Linked DNA regions of Zea mays: region 2 is linked to region 1. Evidence: chromatin contacts called from public Hi-C data. All regions are on one chromosome and are shown on one strand. Each heading gives the region's core, a stretch centred on a gene start, on an enhancer-like site or on the middle of the called end of the contact. The rest is flanking DNA. Distances are from core to core; before and after follow the strand shown.

The links. A called contact is a pair of places that touch in the nucleus more often than the background predicts.
Region 2: a contact with region 1 is called in a Hi-C map of leaf, with 5 times the contacts expected there. The contact joins the promoter of LOC103646490 here to the promoter of LOC100276592 in region 1. A contact is called at or near these places in 3 of 25 Hi-C or Micro-C datasets (ear, leaf and tassel).

Annotation. Positions count from the first base shown.
Region 1 is chr2:57,620,019-57,626,219 of Zm-B73-REFERENCE-NAM-5.0, reverse strand. LOC100276592 reads left to right here and starts at 3,824. Exons shown (of 3, transcript NM_001150344.2): 1 at 3,824-4,138; 2 at 4,226-4,411; 3 at 4,523-4,868. The coding sequence starts at 3,899. The coding sequence ends at 4,681. LOC103648671 (transcription factor E2FA) reads right to left here. Exons shown (of 12, transcript NM_001402557.1): 12 at 5,759-6,192. The coding sequence ends at 5,952.
Region 2 is chr2:57,774,924-57,781,124 of Zm-B73-REFERENCE-NAM-5.0, reverse strand. LOC103646490 reads left to right here and starts at 2,282. Exons shown (of 2, transcript NM_001327930.1): 1 at 2,282-2,391; 2 at 2,499-3,040. The coding sequence starts at 2,519. The coding sequence ends at 2,863. LOC109943996 (a long non-coding RNA gene) reads right to left here. Exons shown (of 3, transcript XR_004856212.1): 3 at 2,117-2,797.

The DNA.
Region 1 (6,201 bases), core at 2,575-5,074:
AAGAAAATAAACATGTAAATAGGAATAGGCCTTTTACCGAAAATAAGTAATACATTAGATGTCAATGTAAGTTAGGAAGTGCTTATCACTTTAGCCCGTGAGGCTATATTTTGTAACATATATTCTCATGAATAAAGAAAGAAGTCATTCGTTCATCAAACTGTGGGTGCTTCTCATCCTCTCGGCGCATCACTGAAAGCCATTCATTTGCCAAGTAGCAGGTGCTTCTCATCCTCTCGACGCATCAGTGGAAGCCATTCATTTGCTAAGTAGCAGGTGCTTCTCATCCTATCGATGCATCGCCACCCCTTCCCCAAGGGTTTTCCAAGGTAAGCGTTATACTGCCCTAATGTGGTCTCTTATCGTGTCAGGTCGGCATGGTGTCACCACCTTACCCTGATAGATCTTGTGCTATACGTTGTTGTTAGAAAGATCTACTAGTTACCTTGTGTACCTTCAATTTATACATTTACCTCTATGCTTCATGCTATTAGGTTGATTTTACACCACCACATGTGTATCCCTTTACTGGTTGTCACACTCCATGACATGCTAATTACACATAGGCATGCGGCAGCTCGGATGCTCGATACACATATGGCACCCTACTTTACATGGTTAGTCTCGTTGTTTACTTCGGTTGGACTTTTTTAAGGTCCTGATCCATGTTCACGTGCATGGCCAACAGTTCTCAGTGGCAAATGTTCCTAGGTTTATTAATATGATACATGTAGTAGATTGATTTGGGATGTTCCAATAGATGGTTTACTTTATATCTGGCCCTATATTTGGTTAATGGTATGGGTAATAATGGTACTCCTATGGCCCGCTACTCCCTTCTTGGCCATGCACATAGCATGCATCGCTCTAGAGTAAGCAATCGACTTAATCATGCTTTAGGCACGTTTACTTTCATCAACAGTCACTTTTAGTGCATGATTACATTTATTGTTACATTAATACCCAACCTAGAACAGAAACGACCATCCGCTCAAGGAGCTAATCATGGCAAACCTCATAGGTCGATCCACACGATCCGATCGAAATTTAACATTTAGTTGATTGTTGTGCATTTGCAAAGTGGTACACCGACATCAACTCCCCCTTCCTAGTTGTCGGTCAAGCCAGGCGGCACACAGTGAACCCCTTGCCTAGAGCCACGGTCAGGAGGGACAATCGTAATAACAAGCACAACTATTGGCTCCTCTGGTGTGTCCACTGCCAAGGAGACCCCTTGTAGGTTCCCGCGATGATGCATGTCATGGACACAAAGGTATATATGGAATGAATACTCTCTTTGAGGTGTTGCTTTCTCAATGCCTCAGTCTAAGTCCACTTCGCATCCTGTGAACTACAAACATAAATACTTGCAAACATATTAGTCCACATGTTATGTTAATCGTCAAACAACAAAATCAATTAGTCAAATAGGTTGAGGTCATTTTCCATACAGTCTCCCCCTTTTTGATGATTAATGACAACACAACCAAAGCAAGCAAATATTAAATACAAAAATGAAATATACAATGTACTTGCTAAGGATACACGTGCATAGGCAAGATATATGAGATGCTAAATTGAAGGATATGTTGTCATTTAGAATTGAAACATCATTCTTGCATATGCAAACAATCCCCATAATGAGTGGTTATGAACTTAAGCCTCCCCCTAACTCCATAATCCTCATACTTCCTATCTTGGACCAAAACCAACATAAATAATCAATTAAAAGATTACAAAATTTTTAAAAATTAGTTTTGGTATTTGATATACTTTGGTCTACAAATTTCTCCCCCTTTGGAACTGAAAGTCGCCTAGAGGGGGGTAAATAGGCAAATCTGAAATTTATAAACTTTAAGCACAACTACAAGCCGGGTTAGCGTTAGAAATAAAAGCGAGTCCGAAAGAGAGGGCAAAAACAAATCAACCAAAGAAATAGAGCGGATGACACGGTGATTTGTTTTACCGAGGTTCGGTTCTTGCAAACCTACTCCCCGTTGAGGTGGTCACAAAGACCGGGTCTCTTTCAACCCTTTCCCTCTCTCAAACGGTCACTTAGACCGAGTGAGCTTTTCTCATTAATCAACGGGTCACTTAGACCCCTTACAAGGACCACCACAACTTGGTGTCTCTTGCTTGATTACAAGTTGCTTGAGAACAAGAATGGAGGAAGAAAAAAAGTGATCCAAGCGACAAGAACTCAAATGAACATAAATATCTCTCTCACTAGTCACTATTTGTTTGGAGCGATTCCGGACTTGGGAGAGGATTTGATCTCTTGTTTGTGTCTTGGAGTGAAGTCTAGAGCTCTTGTATTGAATGCAATGGTTGAAAACTTGGATGCCTTGAAGTGTGGTGATTAGGGGGTATTTATAGCCCCACCCACCAAAATGGCCGTTGGGGAGGCTGTCTGTTGATGGGCGCACCGGACAGTCCGATGCGCCACCGGACACTGTCCGGTGTGCCAGCCACGTCACCCAACCGTCAGGATTCGATCGTTGGAGCTCTGACAGGTGGGGTCATCGGACAGTCCGGTGGTGCACCGGACAGGTACTGTTCACTGTCCGGTGCGCCTTCTGGCGCCTGCTCTGACTCTGCGCGAACTGTCCGCGCACTGTAGCTGTGTTAACCGACCGTTGAACTCGAGCATTGCACTGGCGACCGTTGCTCCGCTTGGCACACCGGACAGTCCGGTGCGCCAAACCACGACAGTCTTCGGTGGGTTTTGCTCCTTTCTATTTGAACCCTTTCTTGGACTTTTTATTGGTTTGTGTTTGAACCTTTGACACCTGTAGAACTTATAATCTAGAGCAAACTAGTTAGTCCAATCATTTGTGTTGGGCAATTCAACCACCAAAATCATTTAGGAAAAGGTTTGACCATATTTCCCTTTCAGGAATCAAACACCGAAAAGGAAGACATGATAAAGCATATAGGAAGCAATAAAGCATTTTGCGCCTCTCAAAAAGATTTTCTTCCTTAAAAAAGTTTTCTCCATTTGATGAAGTAATCTGCCCCAACGCCCGTCTGGTAGGGTCGCAATCCTCTAGACCGGTGTCACCCTAGGTTTAATTATTATTTATTATAAGATTATTGTGTTAATTGGAACATGTATCGACCAACTGAAAATACAGTGCTACCACAAGGATGGAATAGGACGTCCTTGGCTAATTAATTAGGAAAGCTAGTGTGAGTTAACCCTTTCTTGAAAGGGCAAGCGGGTGGAGTGCAGGTATAGGGAGGTCATCGGGTCAGACAATCTGTATAGCTTTTTGGACAAGGGATTCCTATAACGCCTTTGGCCCGGAAACCGCAGTGGGTTCTCTCATCTAATGGAACTTTAGAAAGGTCTCGCGGTGGATCTCTAGCCATTTACCTTGAGAGTGTCTTAAGGGTCTTGCAAACCCTAGCTAAACTGGAAACATGTCTTATAGGTAAAGATGTGCAAACTCTGCAGTGGACACTCTCACGATCAAGAGCGGAAGTTTCCAACTTTTTAAGGACAAAGGAGTTCAACCTTGTATTTTCGTGCGGGTTGTGGTGCAAGTGGAAAAGGCCCCGTTTACGCTGGTCCTCCGTACTCCATGGTACAGCAGCAGGCAACTTGTCCCCATCCTCCACCTCACGTTGCCACTCCTGGGCTTCTCACAAAACAAGTCTCGAGGTCCAGAAACGCGGAGGCCCAGATGCATTTCGGCCGTCCATCAGAATCGTAAGCAAACGCAACTCGACAACAAAAGTCCGCGGGTTCTGTCTGTCCTGCTGTGCTCCTTCCTAAATCAGCAAATCCTATCTTGTCCGCTGCCCCCGCCGCCCCGCGGTTGGGTCGTGTCGTGTCCCCACCTCGTCTTCGTTCTGCTCCTACCAATTCCAGTCCCAGCCATCCGCCCGCCCAACTATGGCGGCAACGGCTCTGCTACTCCCCAGCCTCGCGGCGCTCACGGACACGCCGCGCCGCGCCCACAGGTTGCTGCAGCCGCAGCTCCAGCTCCAGCGCGGCTCCCTTGTCTCTCGGTCCCTCCGGCCTCCGCGGCGTCGGCGGCTCGCGGTCTCGGCCGTGCAAGAGACGAAGGAGGGGGAGGCCAAGACGGCCGACGAGATAACCGAGAAGTACGGGCTCGAGTTCGGCCTCTGGAAGGTAAGCGGGGGACACATCCAGGCAGCCTCCGAAGCACATGTGATGTGTGAGCTGAACGAATTTGTATTGCGCTCTGCGTGGCTGCAGGTGTTCAGCTCCAAGGAGGAAGAGGGAGGCGAGGGGAAGAAGTCGCGGACGGACCAGGCCAAGGAACTCCTGGCCAAGTACGGCGGCGCGTACCTGGCCACCTCCATCTCGCTCTCCATCGTCTCCTTCACTCTATGCTACCTCCTCGTCAGCGCCGGCGTCGACGTGCAGGACCTGCTCGCGAAGGTGAGCTGCTGCCTCCCCCCTCAAGCCAGCTGTGCTGTGCAATCGCCTCGCCAGCTGTGCCCTCGGCTCACAATTCAGGCCACGTATGGAATGTTCCTTTGCGCGTTGCAGGTCGGGATCGTGACAGGGGAAACCGGAGGGAAGGTCGGGACCTTCGCGTTGGCCTACGCCGCGCACAAGGCCGCGTCGCCGATCAGGTTCCCGCCGACGGTGGCACTGACGCCGGTGGTGGCCAGCTGGATTGGCAAGATCAGGAAGGGCGGCGACTGATGCGCCGCCACTCAAGTACACTTCTCACTGAATCATGTAGTCTATGCAAATAGCTATACATAAGCTTATATAGGTGTTCTACTAGCCGGTGCCAGCGAATCTATCTGGTGCTGCTTTTGTAAAAGCTGTTCGATGACGATTTTGAACAACCAGTAATGAATGACGAGTGGAGAGAGTTTTTGAACTAGAAGCTGACAATGCAGTGCGGTTGCTTCAGAGTTTAGCAATGATGTTTGCACTTTTCATAATGGATTTTGCTGATGATGCTTGACATTACTTTCTACACATCTAGCCAGCCTAGACACAATATGTACACAGAAACTGTGGCACCATCCAAATTCCAAAGGCAGAATCAAATGGACATAAAACCTGACCCTTTAAAAGCTGGAGGAGTGCACCTCTGTAACCAGCGGTTTAGTTTATGTGTCTGATTGAAGCATTGTTCTGCTTCCAAGCCATAGATACGCTGTACAAGCCACCAAACGTGTCACAGCAACAGTCCACAACAAAAGGCCTATCTCACCAGGCACATCTTGCCCACTGCAATCCTGGCTTCCACACAGAAATGACGCGTGAATTGTAATGAGCTCAGTTCGTCCCAAAACATCCAGCACTGTATCATCTTCTTTCTTGCCCATGGTTAGAGCCCACAGCCGTAGCCTTCAGGTGGCTGCTGGTTGAATGTCCCTGGTGAGCTCACCTCTTCAGCTAGGAAATCGTTGGGGTCTATCTGATCCAACTGCATTTCTGCTATTTACCATGTCAAGTAATACTTCACTTCAGAAATTGCAAGTACCTATGAAAATTATTGTAGATGACATTTAAACAAGACGTCATGAATACTAGTTCTGGAGAAAAGGATACGCTGTGTTCTCCACATATCAGTGATGCTAAACATCACAGTCTGTGAGCAGCCAGTAGTCCGCTCCACTCTGAGGAAGTGCAGTAGGACCATGAATAGCTAAGTCTACTATTTGCTTTGATCTTGTCAGGCGGAAAAGATACAGCAATGTGCAAACCCAATGCTCTTCACAATAAAAATGGTGCAATTAAAGGGATAGAAAGAAATCAAGATGCAATTTAAGAGCGTGTATGTAATGTACTAATGTAGAACTGGAGTTCTGATTTCTGAATTGTGTGATTCTTCTACGAAATATTAAGGCTTGATGTTCTCAGTTAACTGATGAGTGATGATTATGGAATGCCTCAGCTTCACCTTGTATAGATACTATATATATAATATAAAAAGTTAAGCTTCATAAGATCAAATCTAACTTACCTCAACATCTGAAGGATTAATCTTCCTCAACACTCCTTCAGAATGACATGGGGCATTTAGATCTGGAGTTTTCTGGATCTTCTGAGCCTTAGGCACCACCTCCTCTTTTCTACTCCTTTGCCAAGCTCTTTTTGTTCTGGGGCATTTTATGGAGCCATGCTTTGCCACATTTGTGTGCCCTGCGGGTGCTGCAGCATCATCCAGCTTTCCCTCCATTTCTTCTTCAGTTTTACTAACAATA
Region 2 (6,201 bases), core at 1,033-3,532, 160 kb before region 1:
TCCACCTCTCTCTCGCTCCGGCTGCCTTTTTCCCCCTTCGCGCTCCGTCTCACGCCGACCCATCTGGGCTGGGGCACGCGGCGACATTTCACTCGTCGGCCCAGAGACCCCCCGTCTCGAAACGCCGACAGCGGGCATGGTGGGAATTCAAGCCCCACCCGCCTAGGCGCGATTATTCAACTTTTACCACTACACCGCATATTTGTTGGTGTTATATAAAAGAGTGATATTATAAGTATATATATATACTAATAATTTGGAAATAAAAAATATAATTGTCTTCAAATAAATATCTCATTTACACAAGGTATACCTACGTGATATATAAAAAACGTAGCAATGTACAAACAACTAGCTAGTAAATAATTAAATATCTTATTCAAATGACACTTTTCGAGGTTGCTACCCTGGGATATGATAAGGAGGATCTCAAATGGATTTAAGTTTCCAAACTAGCAAAAAAAAACTTTAATTAACACCTTAGACCGCTCCATGAAATCAAAGGGCACATTGGTCTCAAAACACAAACTAATCACAACTAATCCATGAAAATCATTTTTAAACCATATCCTGTACTAATACAAACCTAGTGCCACAGTTATGAGCCTGAGCCCAGATTCAGGTCAACCCCTCATGTCTCCGTAGTTGGGCAGAACTTGCATTCAAGTGCAATGTTAAACACGTCAGCATCGAATCATGGTGAATGGTGGCAAAATAATATGCGATCCGGTAAAGCGAATTTTAATCTTTGAACCCAAGGCGAATACAATTTGGCTCTGGATCCCAAAACCATTGATTACTGCTTCTATTTGCCCCCAAAAGTGGCATTAATGCTGGGATTAGTTCCAGCAAAGCCACAGGAAAAAAGAAATGCACAGATGACTCTCTCTTAACCATGTAGTAGTAGATATTAGCAGGCAGTACCATTGACCAGACCCAATGCAACACACAAACCAAAACAACTTTAAGTGAGTTGTGTGTCATCATCATTAACCAAGGTGGGATATGGAAGCAATCTTGGGGGATTACATTAGTGGGTTGCTACTATGACTTGAGGAACAAATTTTCGCCCTTTTCTTAATCGAAAGGCGATTAAGTCGCAAACCCAGGATGCAATATCTCCAGAATACTAACAAGTCAACCATCGAATTTAATACATACGCTGTCAGCATTTAAACACTGCAAGCTGGAAACGAGCAAAATCCCAGAGCTGCAATTCATAGGGTGGGAGATGGCATTAGAGGAGGCTGCTCCTATGTGCATCAAACAAAGCGACATTAATGAGTTTGCTTATCTCTTAGCCATTGTATCAAGATGCGCACCGGGCAATGCATGGGTGCACAGGCCTTGCCTTGCGCCATTCAAAGACCTAAATACCTAATTTCATAAGCTACCCAGCATACTCCATCCATATTGAAGAGCCTCATTTATTCAAATAAACAAGAAAATTGGCTCAACATTCAAGCCCATTTAGTGCTCTTTCAGCAATACTGTGCCCAATAAATTCCATTCATGGCCACATCAAGTTGTGAAATAAATTGGAAGCCAGTCAAATTTCAACTGTACAAGCTTTACAAATAATCAAAAGCAAACAAAATTAGTGGTTCCAACACTCAACTACACAACAAATAATCATTGTCATAATTATCTAATTGGCCCAACCAACTTTCCTGTGGCACATAAGATATTGTTCCTAAAATCTGTGGGATGTCAGTCATTTTAAAAAATTTGGAACATTTTTTAAATATAGATAGCAAGTTTAACCTCTCGCCCAAATGCAATAAGAAAGAAGCCTGAATCCAGAAAATGCTGTGGAGCAAATACTTTGCATTGCTAGCAGGCTAAAAATACTGATTAACAATAAAAAAATACGAATTAACTTGTTAAGCACCAGGTAAAAGTTTCCCAGTACCTGTTAATGTTGTGTAAAAAGCAACGAGCGAAGAAGCAAATGCTCAACTGTAGGCATGTGTCCCAGGTCCTGTTTTTCCTCGTTCAGATTTGTTGATCTTTTGCATATGACCCAACAGGCCACCACAAAACCTCTCACCTAGCACTTCTCTTCCACCCAACACATATTCAATCCTATTCCTTCGCCACTCCCCAACCATGAATATGATAGGCAATAAAATGCGTACAATTGTACTATTGCTACTACTATGAGATAGTAGTGAGTAATAATTAAATGGGAGCGTAGCTCTTATGTCACATTAAAGAAAACCAATTGACCTCCCATCCTCACCCCCTATAAATACCATCTATCCCTTCTCCAGCAACACCAGAGAAACACCTCTGAGCATTCTAAAGCTCATAGCCCTCTCCTTCCAGAGCATTTCACATCGCTCTCATCTCCACCTGCTTGCATCCAGCGCCTCGTCACTCTGCAAAACAGTAAGTCCCCTCACTATCTGTATCTAGGCATCTAATCCTCGTGACAGTATAGCATCCATCCTGAAGTGTGTATCTCAATCAGCTGATCCAACGTTTGATGGATGCAGACAGCACATACCTCCAAAGGATGAGCCGCAGCAACAGGAAGAGCTCTAGGGGCCTTGACCTGAAACTGAACCTCTCACTTCCTGCAACAGGGGACTCCTCCAGGAGGGCGATGGCTGATGAGGAGTCATCCCCGAGCTCCTGCCTATCGTCAGAGAACGAGCATGGCCTGCAGTGGTCCAACAGCCCTGAGGCCACATCCATGGTTCTTGCTGCCTGTCCTCGCTGCTTCATCTACGTCATGCTCCCACAAGATGACCCTCGGTGCCCCCAGTGCAAGAGCCCTGTTCTCCTTGACTTTCTGCAGGACAACAACAACAGTAAGAACAACAGTAATAATAGCAGCAGGAGGAGCAGGAGGGGATGAGCAATATGGTTCCATAGGCGGCACGACATCAAGAAAAAAAGTTATATGAAGTCCTAGGTCCAGTAGTTCTATTTGTCTAGTCATTTCTTCAGTGTAACTGTGATATATCCATTCTAAAATTGCGAAGCTAGCACCCATACGTTAGTATCACAATTTTGATATATCACAGATACACTGAGTGAGGGCGATATCTTTAATCCTTGTTTCCTTCCTTTGTGTCTCTAAATGTAATAGTTTTGTTTAGACATAGGACCAGACTTCCTATCTTTTCGTTTCAAGATAAGAAAAGTTCACCCTGATAGAGTGAAATTGAGACGTAACTTCATTCTATCATTCATAGGAGCTTCAAATCCAAGCTTCCAAGTCTCGGATTCAATCTCAACATTGGAAGAAGGGGATAACATTGGAAGACAATCTACCCCAGAAATGGGATGTTAGCATCACAGGTTAGCTGAACTGATCTATTGGCACTACTGCGCCCATAGTTGCAACGAAAAGATCTGTGCTTCATGACAACTACCCATAAAGACATCAAGTATTGAAATGGTGATGAAATTTCAATTGGAAAGAGACATGTTTAAAAAAGGTTGAAAAAAAGTTGGTGTGACGCCATGCAATAAATACTAATTAATTTCAGCATGTGTCACTCTGTTTCCATGGTGCATCCATCTGAATATGAACATTGTTACGCAACAGCCTTAATGCTGCTTTGGTCATCTTTATCAAGCCAATATATTTATGTTCACTTGATAAAGACGCCTCAGGTTAAGTTCAGATCATCAGTATCAGATACTACAAGTGGATTTGAATCACATCGAAAGGAGAAAGATCAAAAGAACATGTGCCTATATAGTATGTGCCCATTAATTCGTGTTGACTCAAAATAACAAGCTTGTCCCTTTCACTTCATTCATTGACGAAAACAACATTATTTCAGGTTGTAATGCAGTAGTTCAGTGACAAGACAACAAAAAAGGAATGACCTGTTAATAGGAAAAGAAGAAAGAAACATGAACAACATAAGAATGAAACAAGAAACAAAGAAGAATGTCGTGCCAAAGTGTATTACAGTATATTTATGACAGTAAAACACAAAAAGTAGCTAATTTAACAGTTACCATGCATGCAGCTGTTTTGTTTGAAGTAACGACCTATGTGTACTTGCCTTGTTAGAGACAACTAGCGACCACAAGGTCTCAACTATCAACTCTCAAATGATCAACCAAGTTACCGATTTATAACACACCTAAAGCACTAGAAAATAGGCAAGTGCGAACATCTGCATGGAACTGAACCAGAGTAACTGATAAGCCAAAGAACATAAGAATGTGCAAAAACGTATAAAGGAATATTGAGACATTACCTACTACTCCATCTGTTCCAAAATGTAATGTGTTTATTTTAGTCCTGAATCAAACTTCTCTAAATCGATCAAGTTTATAGAAAAATGCACCAACATCTACAACACCAAATTAGTTTCATTGAATCCCTCATAAACTAATTTCTTGATAATGCATATATTTGGTATTATAGTTATAGACATGAATATGTTTTTCAACAAACTTGATTAGAGGCTAAAAAGTTTGGCTTACGAGGTAGGAAAAAACTTAAACACCTTACATTTAGAAGTGAGGGAGTATTTATTAATGTGTTCTTCCATTCTCACAATTTATGTTTTTCGATATAAATAATAATTGCAAGATCATTAGTGAAACAAAGGCTAAACCAGGAGAAGAGAGAAATTAAGGAACAAGAGGAATAATGAATCTTTTGAACTACAAAGAATAATGAGCAAAAAGAAATGCAAGTAAGGTCAACACCGGTGAATATATCAATAAGTACATAATGGTTGTGCCACAAAATGAAGCTCCATGGAGGCATGGATATTTTCAAGCTGAGGCTAAATGTGTCTTCTATCACATAAGCACAAACAATACAAAAAAAAAAGTCGGCCGAAGAGGGAATGACCACCCTTCTGGTATTATATTAAGAAGAGACCGAAACAATGGTCCCAACCGAGAAAACCCCTGAACCCTGGCCCCCATCACTAATAGGCCAGCGTCAACCGTCCACTATGCAACGACCTAACCGGAGAGTGGTGCACAGGACATCGTAACCCAAGAGCGAATAGGGCACAACGACGGGATTTTTTTAACCAGACCCGAAAATTCGCCGCCGAGGGGAATCGAACCTGGGACTTGGAGGTGCTAATTGAAAGCCTTAACCACTAGGCTAGAGACCCTTTCACAAGTACAAACAATACATAATGCAGAATTTTTTAATTCCAGATATTAATGATAAAAAATAAGAAGTTAATCAAATAAGCAATTCATTTGAATTTATTATGTTGGAATGTGAACCCATAACCCTAAACAAGGTTGGGAGTAGTATTAATAGACTCAGTACATGGGCCAGGCCCATTACAGTGAGGGTGAGATGGTAATTACAAGGGGAAAACCCCAAACCCTAGACGGGTAGTCTAACACCCCCCGCAGTCGCAACTCTATCCTGTACAGATGTTGAGACTGGATCGAAAGTCTAAAAAGACACTCGACGGTAACCCCTTGGTGAAGATGTCGGCGAACTGCAGCGTGGTGGGGACACTGAGAACCCGAACGTCACCGGCAGCGACACGCTCGCGGACGAAGTGCAGGTCGATCTCTACGTGCTTCGTGCGCTGATGTTGCACGGGGTTGGTGGAGAGGTAGACCGCACTGACGTTGTCGCAGTAGACGAGAGTGGCGCGCTGGAGGGGACTGTGGAGCTCGTGGAGGAGCTGGCGCAGCCAGGAGGCCTCTGCCACACCGTTGGCCACGGCACGGTACTCGGCCTCAGCGCTGGAGCGAGAGACGACGGGCTGCCGTTTGGCGGCCCAGGAGACGAGATTGGCGCCCAGGAACACGGCGTAACCGGAGGTGGACCGGCACGTGTCGGGACAGCCAGCCCAGTCAGCGTCGGTGTAGACCACGAGCTCAGACGTCGAGGATGGGCGGAGTAGGAGGCCGTAGTCGAGGGAGCCACGGAGGTAGCGCAGAATCCGCTTGAGCGCAGTGAGATGGGGCTCCCGCGGAGTGTGCATATGCAGACACACCTGCTGGACGGCGTAGGCGATGTCGGGCCTGGAGAACGTGAGGTACTGGAGCGCGCCGGTGAGGCTCCGGTATGACGTCGCGTCGGCGACCGGAGGCCCGTCGTCCTCAGAGAGCTTCGCCTGAGTGTCGACAGGCGTGGAGCAGGGCTTGCAGTCAGACATGCCAGCCCGCTCCAGGATGTCGATGGCATACTAGCGCTGGTGGAGGAAGAGACCCCGAGGCCGACGTTCGGCGGTGATGCCGAGG